Linked DNA regions of Pan troglodytes: region 1 is linked to region 2. The links are chromatin contacts, called in public Hi-C maps. All regions are on one chromosome and are shown on one strand. Each heading gives the region's core, a stretch centred on a gene start, on an enhancer-like site or on the middle of the called end of the contact. The rest is flanking DNA. Distances are from core to core; before and after follow the strand shown. Region 1 holds the start of TPD52 (tumor protein D52). Region 2 has its middle 69 kb from the start of STMN2.

What was found. A called contact is a pair of places that touch in the nucleus more often than the background predicts.
Region 1: a contact with region 2 is called in a Hi-C map of induced pluripotent stem cells, with 2.1 times the contacts expected there. The contact joins the promoter of TPD52 here to the enhancer-like site in region 2. A contact is called at or near these places in 4 of 7 Hi-C or Micro-C datasets (induced pluripotent stem cells, a lymphoblastoid cell line and stem cell-derived neural progenitor cells) and 1 of 1 datasets of contacts at active chromatin or transcription factors (stem cell-derived excitatory neurons).

The regions. Positions count from the first base shown.
Region 1 is chr7:88,672,234-88,678,388 of NHGRI_mPanTro3-v2.0_pri, reverse strand. TPD52 (tumor protein D52) reads left to right here and starts at 1,357. Exons shown (of 5, transcript XR_010159618.1): 1 at 1,357-1,601.
Region 2 is chr7:88,318,516-88,324,382 of NHGRI_mPanTro3-v2.0_pri, reverse strand. No RefSeq gene overlaps it. Among named protein-coding and RNA genes, the nearest start is that of STMN2, 69 kb to the right of the region's middle. Within about 2 kb of position 4,457, at least 1 of the 24 cell types and tissues checked has an H3K27ac peak or open chromatin away from gene starts, as enhancers often do. A contact at or near this core is called in induced pluripotent stem cells, where this site is marked.

The sequences.
Region 1 (6,155 bases), core at 108-2,607, 360 kb before region 2:
AGTGCTGGGATTACAAGTGTAAGCCGCCCTGCCCAGTCAGACTGAGGGTTCTTGAAGACCACTGGCCATGCTCTTTACAATTTACCACACTTTCTCCTGAAAAAAAGTGGAAGTAGCACCATCCGTAGAAAATAATGCAAAACTGTTCTAGGCAAGAGTCCATTAATAGTCTCGGGAGATAAACAGTTTTAACTGCCAAGAGGGAGAACTCACCTGGAGAATTTATTGTAGGCCCCTTAATGAATTTGTAAGGACTACCATACAGTTAGCTAGTAATAATTTTATGTGATTCATACAATTGTGCACCATTCTGAGATCAGTGCACTTCGTGTTCTTAACACTATCTGTACCATTAGAGAGCATCAGAAAAGCTTAAAACCCATAGTCAAGGCATTCTTAAAATAGGGTCTGTGATCATAAAAATTCTTTCTCTCGAAGTACTTGCAAATGAACTGGAAAGGTGTGTGCCCCCAAAATAAAACTAACTGTGGATTAATATTAAACTGCTGGGTCAAAGATAGACGGACAACTAATTAATAAACACTTTCTCAAGAATGATGTTAGGCTGTTTTGAACAGGGTGGGTAAATTTTGGGAATTAACACTGCAGGAGAAAAGGGAAAGAAAATCCAGAGTGAGGGTGGGGGCCTACGGCGGTGCAATACTTAGGGACATTCCAAAACTTCTGAACTCCTAAGTTAGATAATAGGTATCTAGAGGTGTCAAAACATTTCAGAAAAACTATTTTTGTGGCGTGAGTGGACTGGCTGCAGAAGTGGCAAAGGACAAACTTGGATGCAGGGTTTGGCAAATGTTGGGTGAGCCCTAATCTGTGCCTGGTGCTAGGGACCCTACAGCAAAGTTCCTCTTTTCAAAGTTTAAAAAGTTGGGAGTAGACACTAAATATTATTAAATATTTAATATTAATATGTGGCATATTAGAAAGTGCTACATGGTACTAAGAAAAACAGGTGCCAGAGAGTCTGCATTTGGGCTTCCACTTCTAAATAGGGTAATCAAGGAGACCCTCATATTTGAGTGAAGACCCCAAACTCGAGTGCTGGCGGCCATGTAGGGGGGACGGCAGAGCGGGAGAACGAGCGTCGCGTTAGCAGAATTTACAGTACATTGGGGTCCAACGGATGCCCAGGAAGGCGAAATTCCTGCAAGTTAAACGCACTTCTAACGCAAAACTTAACCAGGCCCCTTTCCAACTATTTAGCCCACCAATTTTAGCTTAAGTCTCTTCTTCCCCACGCCACTCCCAGATGAAAGGAAGACACGCCTCGTTGGCCTCCAGAGCTCTGCGTCCGGGGGGCGGACCTCTCATAGCTCCGCCCCGTGACCCGCGCGCTTGCGGAGGGGAGGTCAAAGGTCAGAGGTAAAGAAGTCATGGCGGCGCTGTGTCGGACCCGTGCTGTGGCTGCCGAGAGCCATTTTCTGCGAGTGTTTCTCTTCTCCAGGCCCTTTCGGGGTGTGGGCACTGAGAGTGGATCCGAAAGTGGTAGTTCCAATGCCAAGGAGCCTAAGACGCGCGTAGGCGGTTTCGCGAGCGCGTTGGAGCGGCACTCGGAGCTTCTACAGAAGGTGGAGCCCGGGCAGGTGAGAGGGAGTCGCGGGAATTACGCCAACGACGCGGTGGGCGGGGTCGGGAATAGGGGCGGAGCCTGGCTTAGGAAGGGGAGCTGAGGTCCGGGGCCCAGTTTTCCGGAGTTGCGGTGCGTTGTGGCTCAGCCCTCGGCCCCTAGAATCTGTGCTTGGTGTTTTTCTTCCTTTCGTTGTCCTTTTGTGTGGCATTTGCGTACTGGGCCGGGTCTGTCCACACTGCGCTTGTTTTCCTGGGATTGAATGCTGGTGGGAGGGTAACCAGCGGGGAGCGCTGCTGGGGAGGCGATCTAGGGCGATTCCTGGGACGCTGAGGAGAATGGGACTCACACGGAGAGGCAGGGCTCTGCTGGGTCTTGTTCTGAACAGTAGCTCTAGCATGGAGCTTGCTGTCTGGAGTAGAAGGCCCTTCATAAACATTTGTTAATTTAATGACTGGGTGATGAATCACTTTCTGAACTTGGGCAAGTGATTTAACTTGTCAGCGCTTCACCTCTCTTTTGTAAATGTCTTCTTTTTTTAAAAAGTAAAATAAAATCTCCGTTTGTCTCAGCCAGTACTTTTGTAAAATACCATAAATTTATAGATAAATGAAATGGAAGAAATAAAATTACAAGCCTAAGTTTTTAATAATTAAACTCAGCAGACATGAAATTGAATTATATACAAATAAACTCTCAATTTCTGTATTTTTCTTCCTAGGGAGTAGTAGCAAACATTTCACAAGACTGGCAGTGTCCTGGGTTATAGGGTCATTTTAGTAGCAATTACTGATGTCAAAATTTTTCTGAAATCCAAGGACTAGAAGAAGCCTGGTATATTAGTTTATTATTTTCTGTTGTAACAAATTACTACAAATTTAGTGGCGTAAAACACAGGAAATGTGTTGTTCTTAGGGCTGTGAGAAGTCAGATGGGATCTCACTGGTCTAAAATCAAGGTGTTGGTGAAGTTGTGTTCTTTTCCGTAGCTTCTAGGAGAATCTCTTCCTGGCCTGTCTTTTCTAAGCCTCTGTTTTCTACTTTTTTGTTTTTTGGATTTTTTTGTTTTGTTGTTTTTTGAGACAGGGTCTCGCTCTGTCACCCACGCTGGAGTGTGGTGGCATGATCTCAGTTCACTGCTAAACCCCCTGGGCTCAAGTGATCCTCCTGCTTCATAGCTGGGACCGCAGGTGTGCACCACCACTCTCGGCTAATTGTTTTTTCTGTTTTTTTTTTTTTTTTTTGTAGAGATGGGGTTTTGCCATGTTGCCTAGGCTGGTCTTGAACTCCTGGGTTCAAGTGATCCTCCTGCGTTGGCCTCCCAAAGTGCTGGGATTACAGATGACAGATGTGAGCCACCTGGCCTGGCTGACCCCGCCCGGCCCCCCGCCCCCCTCCCCCGTCTTCTGCTTTTGAGATCCCTGTGATTACATTGGCCTCCCTAGATAATCTAAAATAGATTATTCTGGATTATCTGGCCTCCCCAGATAATCCAAAATAATCTATTTTAAGATCAGCTGATTAGCAATCTTAATTCCACCTGCAAAGTTAATTCTCCTTTGCCAGGGAAGGTAACATCTTCACAAATTCTAGAGATTAGGATGTGGATGTCTTTGTAGGGGGAGGGGGCATTATTCTTTCTACCATATATGGAGAAGTCATAAAATACTAGCAGAATAGCGATGACTGACCTGAAGCCACCTAAGGGATGGATTTTAGATCCATCCTTAAGGTAAGGCCATAAGAGTTAAGTGCAGTAAGGTTGGAAACATAGAGTTCAGTGCTCCCTTCCAAATATTTGTATAGGAAAGGAGTTTTTCTATTTCTTACCTAATATTTCTCACTCACTTCGCTCCCATTCACACCACATTCTAAGCCCCTTCGGAAACCCCCCAAAATAATTCTCAATTGCTGAGTTAATTGTGGTAAGAGTGAAAATTGTAGCATCACATGTATAGTAAGTTAAGTGTTTGAAACTAAAAATATACTGTTTATTTAATGAAGGAAACAACCAAGGTGTTTTAGAGTCCCCAGAATTCCCTTTCCTTTCCTTTTCTCTTTCCTTTCCTTTCCAAGGCAGTTCTAATTGGGCTGTTCAGTTTTTCCAGGAGGAGGCTGGGGTGTTTCCTGGCAGTCCCAGCACATCCGTTAGATTTTCTCAGTCCAGCTCAGGCTCAGCAGCATCTCTGCACCCTGCGTGGTTGTTCTCCGTCTAACACAGTTTAGAAAACATTATTCTACTAGATGATGGGTAAATGTGTTTGGTTGTGATGTACAGTTCACCAATTTCTTATTCACAAGTCTTTGACATCTTGGTTTAATGGAAATAAAATTCCCTGGGGAGGAGGATATCAGGAGGCTGTGTTGTAGTCTCCGTTCAGCAAATTCTTAGCTTTGAAGCATTTGAAGTTACGTGAACCCCTTTACTCCTTCTTAATTGATACCACTGACTTCAGTTGCTCCCTGGTTCAGGTCATTACACACACTGTGGATCAAGTTATCTTCCTAAAGTTGGGCTCTATAATCAGACTTAATGAGGTTATTTATTTATTGCTCTCCTTGAGAATCTTCTAAACCTCCATTCACACTGCCTGCAAGATTAAATATACAATGGTGCATCTCTCTACTGTGGCTTCAGAGGCCTACCGCCATTCAAGACCCTGCTTGGGTTAAAAGCTTCGGCTCAGTTCAGGTTTCCAGTTTCTGCCATCTTTCAACTGAGTGACTTTGGGCAACTTACTTAGCCTATCTAAGTTTGCTGTCTTATCTCAAAGTGGAGATAATGCTTCAACTGGAGTTACTGGGAAGTTTATGTGAAATAATACATTTAACGTGCTCTCAGTACATTGACTGGTACAGAGTAAGCTTTATTCAGTGCATTTTAGCTTTTATGTGGCCCCAGCCGTTTCTTCTCCAGCCTTCTGCCTTCCTGAGAATAGTTTCACAGAGATGCTTCCACAATTACACAGTTCTTTGAAGTCCCATTGTTTTCTTAATAATGAACTTTAATTTATCAAACCGTGTAGATTCATCTCTTGTAACTGATGTACCGCTCTGGTGGGGGATGTTGACAGTGGGGGAAGCTATGTGTGTGTCAGCACAGGAGGGGTATGGGATATGTCTGTACTGTACTCTCAATTTTGCTGTAAACCTAAAAGTACTCTAAAAAATAATTTTTTTGTTAATGAATGAATATAAAATGCTATTTAAAAACATAAGACAGTATATGCTCTAACTAGAGGTTGAGCTGTGTCATTCAAAGAGACAATAAAATTAAGTTTTTCATGGCAAAAAGCCCAAAACCAAACAAAAAACACCAGAAAACAACCATGCACATGCCATTTTATTTAATCCCAAATGTAAGGACATTCGTCATCACTAATATGTTAACTTGTGGTGCCAGAGTAACACATGACACATCAGAATAAAATTTTTACTAACTTTTTTCCCAGTAGAAAATGTTTCAGGAGGTCAGAGACCTTGTCTTTCTTATTCTGTTGTGTTCCCAGTGCCTAGCACAGTCCTTGACCCATAGTGGGCACTCGGTAAATATTTGCCAAATGTGTGAATGATTGAATAGTACATGTAGTGCATATTTGAACTTCAGTTATACCTGGCCTGTCGTTGAATTGTAATATATGTGTGACTGTCCACAAACAATTGTACAAGTAAGAATAGTACAGCCTTGAGCATGTCAGTTGAATGTGCCTGTCCAGAATAATTGAGTAAAAATAATTTTAAGAGTAGTAAGAAATTGAAAATACCACATTAGTTTTAGTTTTAGTATTTACTGGAAGTTTTCAGTGTTTTTCTAACATATTTATGGTAAGGAATATGAGGAGTTGTTGGGTATTGATAGGAATTCAACTTGTGAAAAAACTTGCTTTACCTCTTTTGAACTTACGGGACCTATTTAATTGAACAGTATCCTGAGATTACAAGATGAATAAACGCCAATTGTGTATTCAGGGTTTTTGAAAAAAATATTGTTTACAAATTTTATAAAAGTAATATTTGGTTACTTTAGAAAGAAAATTTAAATAGCCCTGCAGGTTATTATGTGAAATGTAAAAGTCCCTTTTTCTTACTTTCTCAAGGCTGGAGAGTGTGTTTTTTATGCATAGCTGCAGAGTTTTATATTACACACATGTAAGTATAAGCTAAGTATTGCTATATATATTTAAAAACATTAATTGGTTCGTAGTATGAATACTGTTTTAAAATATATTACAGTTAAAGAGTGTAAATTCTGCAGTCACGCAATCTTGGTTTAAATCCTGGTTCCTCTACCATTTACTAGCTGTGTTGCTTTGGAAAATTACTTAATATCTGTGTATCTCCTTTTCCCCCTATGTCATGAGATTTTTATGAGATTCAATGAATTCATTATTTAAAACACTTAACACAAGTGCCTGATACTTAATAAGCACTTAGTATGTTTTAGTTGCTGCTGCTGAAAATTGCAATTTTTACCTAAGTATGACTATTTTTCCTTATCATTACATAATATTTGCTTGGTATTCCATGGTGTGGATGTAGCATAATTTATTTAAGTAGGAAGGCCTTAATTA
Region 2 (5,867 bases), core at 3,208-5,707:
ATTCCTAATAGTTATGGCCTTTAAAAAGATGATTAACATGGCCAGGTGTGCTGGCTCATGCATGTAATCCCAGCAATTTGGGAGGCCAAGGTGGGTGAATCGCTTGAGCTCATGAGTTTGAGATCAGCCTGGGCAACATGGAGAAACCCCATCTCTACTAAAAAATACAAAATTACCTGGGTGTGATGGCAGGTGCCTGTAGTCCCAGCTACTTGGGAGGCTGAGGTGGAAGGATTGCTTGAGCCCAGTAGGCAGAGGTTGACAGAGTGAGACCCTGTCTCAAAATAAATAAATAAATAAATAAATAAATAAATAAATAATAAATAAGACCATTAGCAATCACGATAATGTCAGAAACTACTCTAATTATGCCAAACAGAAAGAGATTAGAAGAAATTAGATGCTTTACTAGAACTTTGGAAGTGCTGAAAGAGTGAAAGTCAGAAGGCAACCGCTTTAACTGTGATCCAGAAAATCAGGAAGTTCCTGCTGCCACCCAGGAACCAGGAGATGGTAGGAAAGGCCACCACCATGGCACAGTTGTGCTAAAGTGACAGGTTGTCAGGGAAACATAACTACCTAAAACAAGCTTGCCCAGCTTGTGGCCCATGGGCTGCATGCGGCCCAGGACAGCTTTGAATGCAGCCCAACACAAATTCATAAACTTTCTTAAAACATGATGAGTTTTTTGCATGATTTTTTTAAAGCTCATCGGCTATCCTTAGTGTTAGTGTGTTTTATGTGTGGTACAAGATGATTCTTCTTTCAGTGTAACCCAGAGAAGTCAAAAGATTGAACATCCCTGACCTAAAAGACCATGTTTGCTGAAATCCACACATTCACTGCCAATTACAAGAAAGGCCTCTGCTCCCCTTCCATCTTCCAGATCTGGTGCAGGTACATGGCATTGCAAGAATCTATAGAGTATCAGAAACTCCAGTAGCAAAGAAGACAAGGAAATGCAGCTCACAGACTTTTAGTCCCTGGGAAGACTATGGGAGGAAATGGAAATGATGCTGAATGACATTAGATAATATCTGGCATATTCATCAATAATAATTAAAATAGTTATAAATTTATAGATTTTTTATATTGACACAGTATATCCTTGACTAATTTTTCAGAAATTGAAAAGTAACTTTTATGAGTTTTATATGTCTAAAAATATCTGTATTTTGAACTCACATATGACTGATTATTTGGATGGATACAGGATCTTAGGTTCAAAATTATTTTCTCAAGACTTTAAAGATACTACTCCATTATCCAGTAATGGGATGGCTGGGTCAAATGGTATTTCTAGTTCTAGATCCCTGAGGAATCGCCACACTGTCTTCCACAATGGTTGAACCAGTTTACAGTCCCACCAACAATGTAAAAGTGTTCCTATCTCTCCACATCCTCTCCAGCACCTGTTGTTTCCTGACTTTTTAATGATTGCCATTCTAACTGGTGTGAGATGATATCTCATTGTGGTTTTGATTTGCGTTTCTCTGATGGCCAGTGATGATGAGCATTTTTTCATATGTCTGTTGGCTGCATAAATGTCTTCTTTTGAGAAGTGTCTGTTCATATCCTTCACTCACTTTTTGATGGGGTTGTTTGTTTTTTTCTTGTAAATTTGTTTAAGGTCTTTGTAGATTCTGGATATTAACCCTTTGTCAGATGAGTAGATTGCAAAAATTTTCTCCCATTCTGTAGGTTGCCTGTTCACTCTGATGGTAGTTTCTTTTGCTGTGCAGAAGCTCTTTAGTTTAATTAGATCCCATTTGTCAATTTTGGCTTTTCTTGCCATTGCTTTTGGTGTTTTAGACATGAAGTCCTTGTCCATGCCTATGTCCTGAATGGTATTGCCTAGGTTTCCTTCTAGGGTTTTTATGGTTTTAGGTCTAACATTTAAGTCTTGAAGCCATCTTGAATTAATTTTTGTATAAGGTGTAAGGAAGGGATCCAGTTTCAGCTTTCTACATATGACTAGCCAGTTTTCCCAGCACCATTTATTAAATAAGGAATCCTTTCCCCATTTCTTGTTTTTGTCAGGTTTGTCAAAGATCAGATAGTTGTAGATGTGTGATATTATTTCTGAGGACTCTGTTCTGTTCCATTGATCTATATCTCTGTTTTGGTACCAGTACCATGCTGTTTTGGTTACTGTAAACTTGTAGTATAGTTTGAAGTCAGGTAGTGTGATGCCTCCAGCTTTGTTCTTTTGGCTTAGGATTGTCTTAGCAATGAGGGCTCTTTTTTGGTTCCATATGAACTTTAAAGTAGTTTTTTCCAATTCTGTGAAGAAAGTCATTGGTAGCTTGATGGGGATGGAATTGAATCTATAAATTACCTTGGGCAGTATGGCCATTTTCATGATATCGATTCTTCCTATCAATGAGCATGGAGTGTTCTTCCATTTGTTTGTACCCTCTTTTATTTCGTTGAGCAGTGGTTTGTCGTTCTCCTTGAAGAGGTCCTTCACATCCCTTGTAAGCTGGATTCGTAGGTATTTTATTGTCTTTGAAGCAATTGTGAATGTGAGTTCCCTCATGATTTGGCTCTCTGTTTGCCTGTTATTGGTGTATAAGAATGCTTGTGATTTTTGCACATTGATTTTGTATTCTGAGGCTTTGCTGAAGTTGCTTATCAGCTTAAGGAGATTTTGGGCTGAGACAATGGGGTTTTCTAGATATACAATCATGTCATCTGCAAACAGGGATAATTTAACTTCCTCTTTTCCTAATTGAATACCCTTTATTTCTTTCTCCTGCCTGATTGCCCTGGCCAGAACTTCCAACATTATGTTGAATAGGAGTGGTGAGAGAGGGCATCCCTGCCTTATGCCAGTTTTCAAAGGGAATGCTTCCAGTTTTTGCCCATTCAGTATGATATTGGCTGTGGGTTTGTCATAAATAGCTCTTATGATTTTGAGATACGTCCCATCAATACCTAATTTATTTAGAGTTTTTAGCATGAAGTGCTGTTGAATTTTGTCAAAGGCCTTTTCTGCATCTGTTGAGATAATCAATATAAATCATGCTGCTATAAAGACACATGCACATGTATGTTTATTGCAGCACTACTCACAATAGCAAAGACTTGGAACCAACCCAAATGTCCAACAAAGATAGACTGGATTAAGAAAATGTGGCACATATACACCATGGAATGCTATGCAGCCATAAAAAATGATGAGTTCATGTCCTTTGCAGGGACATGGATGAAGCTGGAAACCATCATTCTCAGCAAACTATCGCGAGGACAAAAAACCAAACACCACATGTTCTCACTCATAGGTGGGAATTGAACAACGAGAACACTTGGACACAGGAAGGGGAACGTCACACACCGGGGCCTGTTGCGGGGTTGGGGGAGAGGGGAGGGATAGCATTAGGAGATATACCTAATGTAAATGATGAGTTAATGGGTGCAGCACACCAACATGGCACATGTATACATATGTAACAAACCTGCATGTTGTGCACATGTATCCTAGAACTTAAAGTGTAATAATATATATATATATGTATATATAAAGGGAAAAAAAGATACTACTCCATTATCTTTCAGCATTTAGAGTTGCCAAAAGTTCAGAGGCAATTTGATCTTTATTACTTCATAAGTAAGTTATTTTTACCTCTGTTGAAATTTAAAGGATTTGAAGTTTCAAACATGAGCATTTGTGTGGGTATAGTCTCTTTTTATTCACTCTGTTTGGCACTTGGTGGGTTCTTTCTATTCTCTGACTCACACTAGTACTAGAACATTTTCTTCTGTTATTTCTTTATTTTGTACATGAACTTCCCCTCTCCAACCTAAATGATCTAGAAGAGCTTTTAGATGAATGTTGGAACCCTCCACCCATCCTTCTTTCTTTTTAGCTTTTCTTTTAATGCGAGTGATATGCTCTGTTCTTCATTTGAGGATATTAGCTATTCTTATTTCAAAGCCCTCTATTTTCTTCATTAAGCCAATCTCAGATTTTCTGTTCATTTGTTTTTGTTTCTGTTTGTTTTATTTTAGTGTCTCTATTTTATGGCATTTGCTTTTCTCAAACATTGTGATTCTCTGTGGCATGCTCTTCTTTATTTCTGAGCTTTTGTTTGCAGGCATTTGAATGCCGTTTCTATTTAGCATAAACTTCACGCGGTGAATATAGAGAGGGGGAGGGTGTGCTGTGTAGAGGGAGGGTTTGTTTGTGGGTATGTGGACTCCTATGCTTCTTTGGCGGGAATAGCTATCTGAGGCACTACTCTGCCTCTGTGTCCTTAGGGCTTATACTCTTAGGACTGCTTTAGTGTGAGTCCAAAGAGTGATCACTGCCCAATGCTCAGCAAAACCTGGAAAGGGGAAGGGAGTCAGTTGGACTGGATGCTCAAGAAACATGTTCTCAATTAAATATGCAGTCATATCTGATTGCTTTAGCATCTGTTACCTCTTGACTCTGGGCTTAGGGCTCCCCCAAATTGCATATACCTCTGCAATACATGGCTTCCACCAGCTGGGTTTCTCTATAGATCTGAGTCCATCTGTCTTTCGGAGGTTGCTCAAAATTTCTGGCCTGGTTATAGAAACTTTGTTTTCCATTACTGCAGTGGAATTATTTTATCTTTAAATATCTTTGATGCCATTTCGCAGGTTTTGAGTAGAGGCAGTGATACATGAATGTATCCAGCCCTACATCTTGATCCAACTGGTGACTTCTCAGTTATGATTTTTAAAAACTTTGTTCCTTAAATCATTTATAGTATCACTGAAATGAAAGGAACTCACCATTGACTTTAAACATTTTAATTAAAAAATTAGATTTCAAAACATGTGTATTCACAATTATCATCCTTGGTTTATAGCACCAAAATTACAAAGTTTTTATTCTGTCTGCAGTCACGTGCAGACCTGCCCAGTGACTGAAAAATCAACTTGTTAATCTGTTGAAATTACTTTTAAATCTGAGTTTTTAATTATTTTGTTTTTTACTATCCAGACACTTAAAAAAAGTTGTCATTGGCTATGGTTGTGGGCTATAGCTATGAAAAGAGAAGATGAATATCAAAATCATTTAAAAAGTATGTGTTCTCTTTATTTTATCCATTCATTTTCATTCATTCATTCGCTCCATAAGTATTTATAAGACTCCTGCTATAAACTAGACGCTCTGTTAAATGTTAGGAATAGCAAATCACAGTATTTTCCAGAAACCAAAGGAAATGAGGCTGCTACATAGGTTATGAGGCTCTGGTAAGAGATGAAAGCAGTGAGATCACAAGTTTGTAAGTTATGCTACAGAATTTAGATTATCTTAAGGGCAATGACAATCTCCCAAAATATTTTAAGTGGAGAAGTGACACAATCAGATTTCAGTTTTAGACACCTCCCTCCCTCTTTGGTTAGAGTGTGTAGAACAGATTGGAGGTGGGTAATTTTTTTTTCCAAAAGACCGCCTTGTTTCTAGCACTTTTTTCTTGCTCTTCTCCTACATTTGGTGTTAATATCATTTTACAAAAATGAAAACCTAGCCAAAAAATATAATCTAGTTTAATTAAGAAGGTTGCATTTGATTCTGTAATACATATTCTGTAACAGTAGACATTGCTCACGTTTAATAGATTTTTTCCCATCTCTTTTGTGGTAATATATAACTATGCTTGGTTTATAGCCTTGTACTAGAAATTATGTTCCTTTCTTCTGTAACCATTAATTTCATATTGAATGTGTGAACATTAACAGTTTCCAAGATAGATATTACTCAAGATGTGAAACTTTGGGAGAATCCTTGAGTCATTCTGTTACTCCCACTATTTCCTTAGAGTATATAATTTGCCATTAATTGTTCATCTCCCAGTAGATAATGAAAGAGCTATAGAAGCAAAATATTGTTT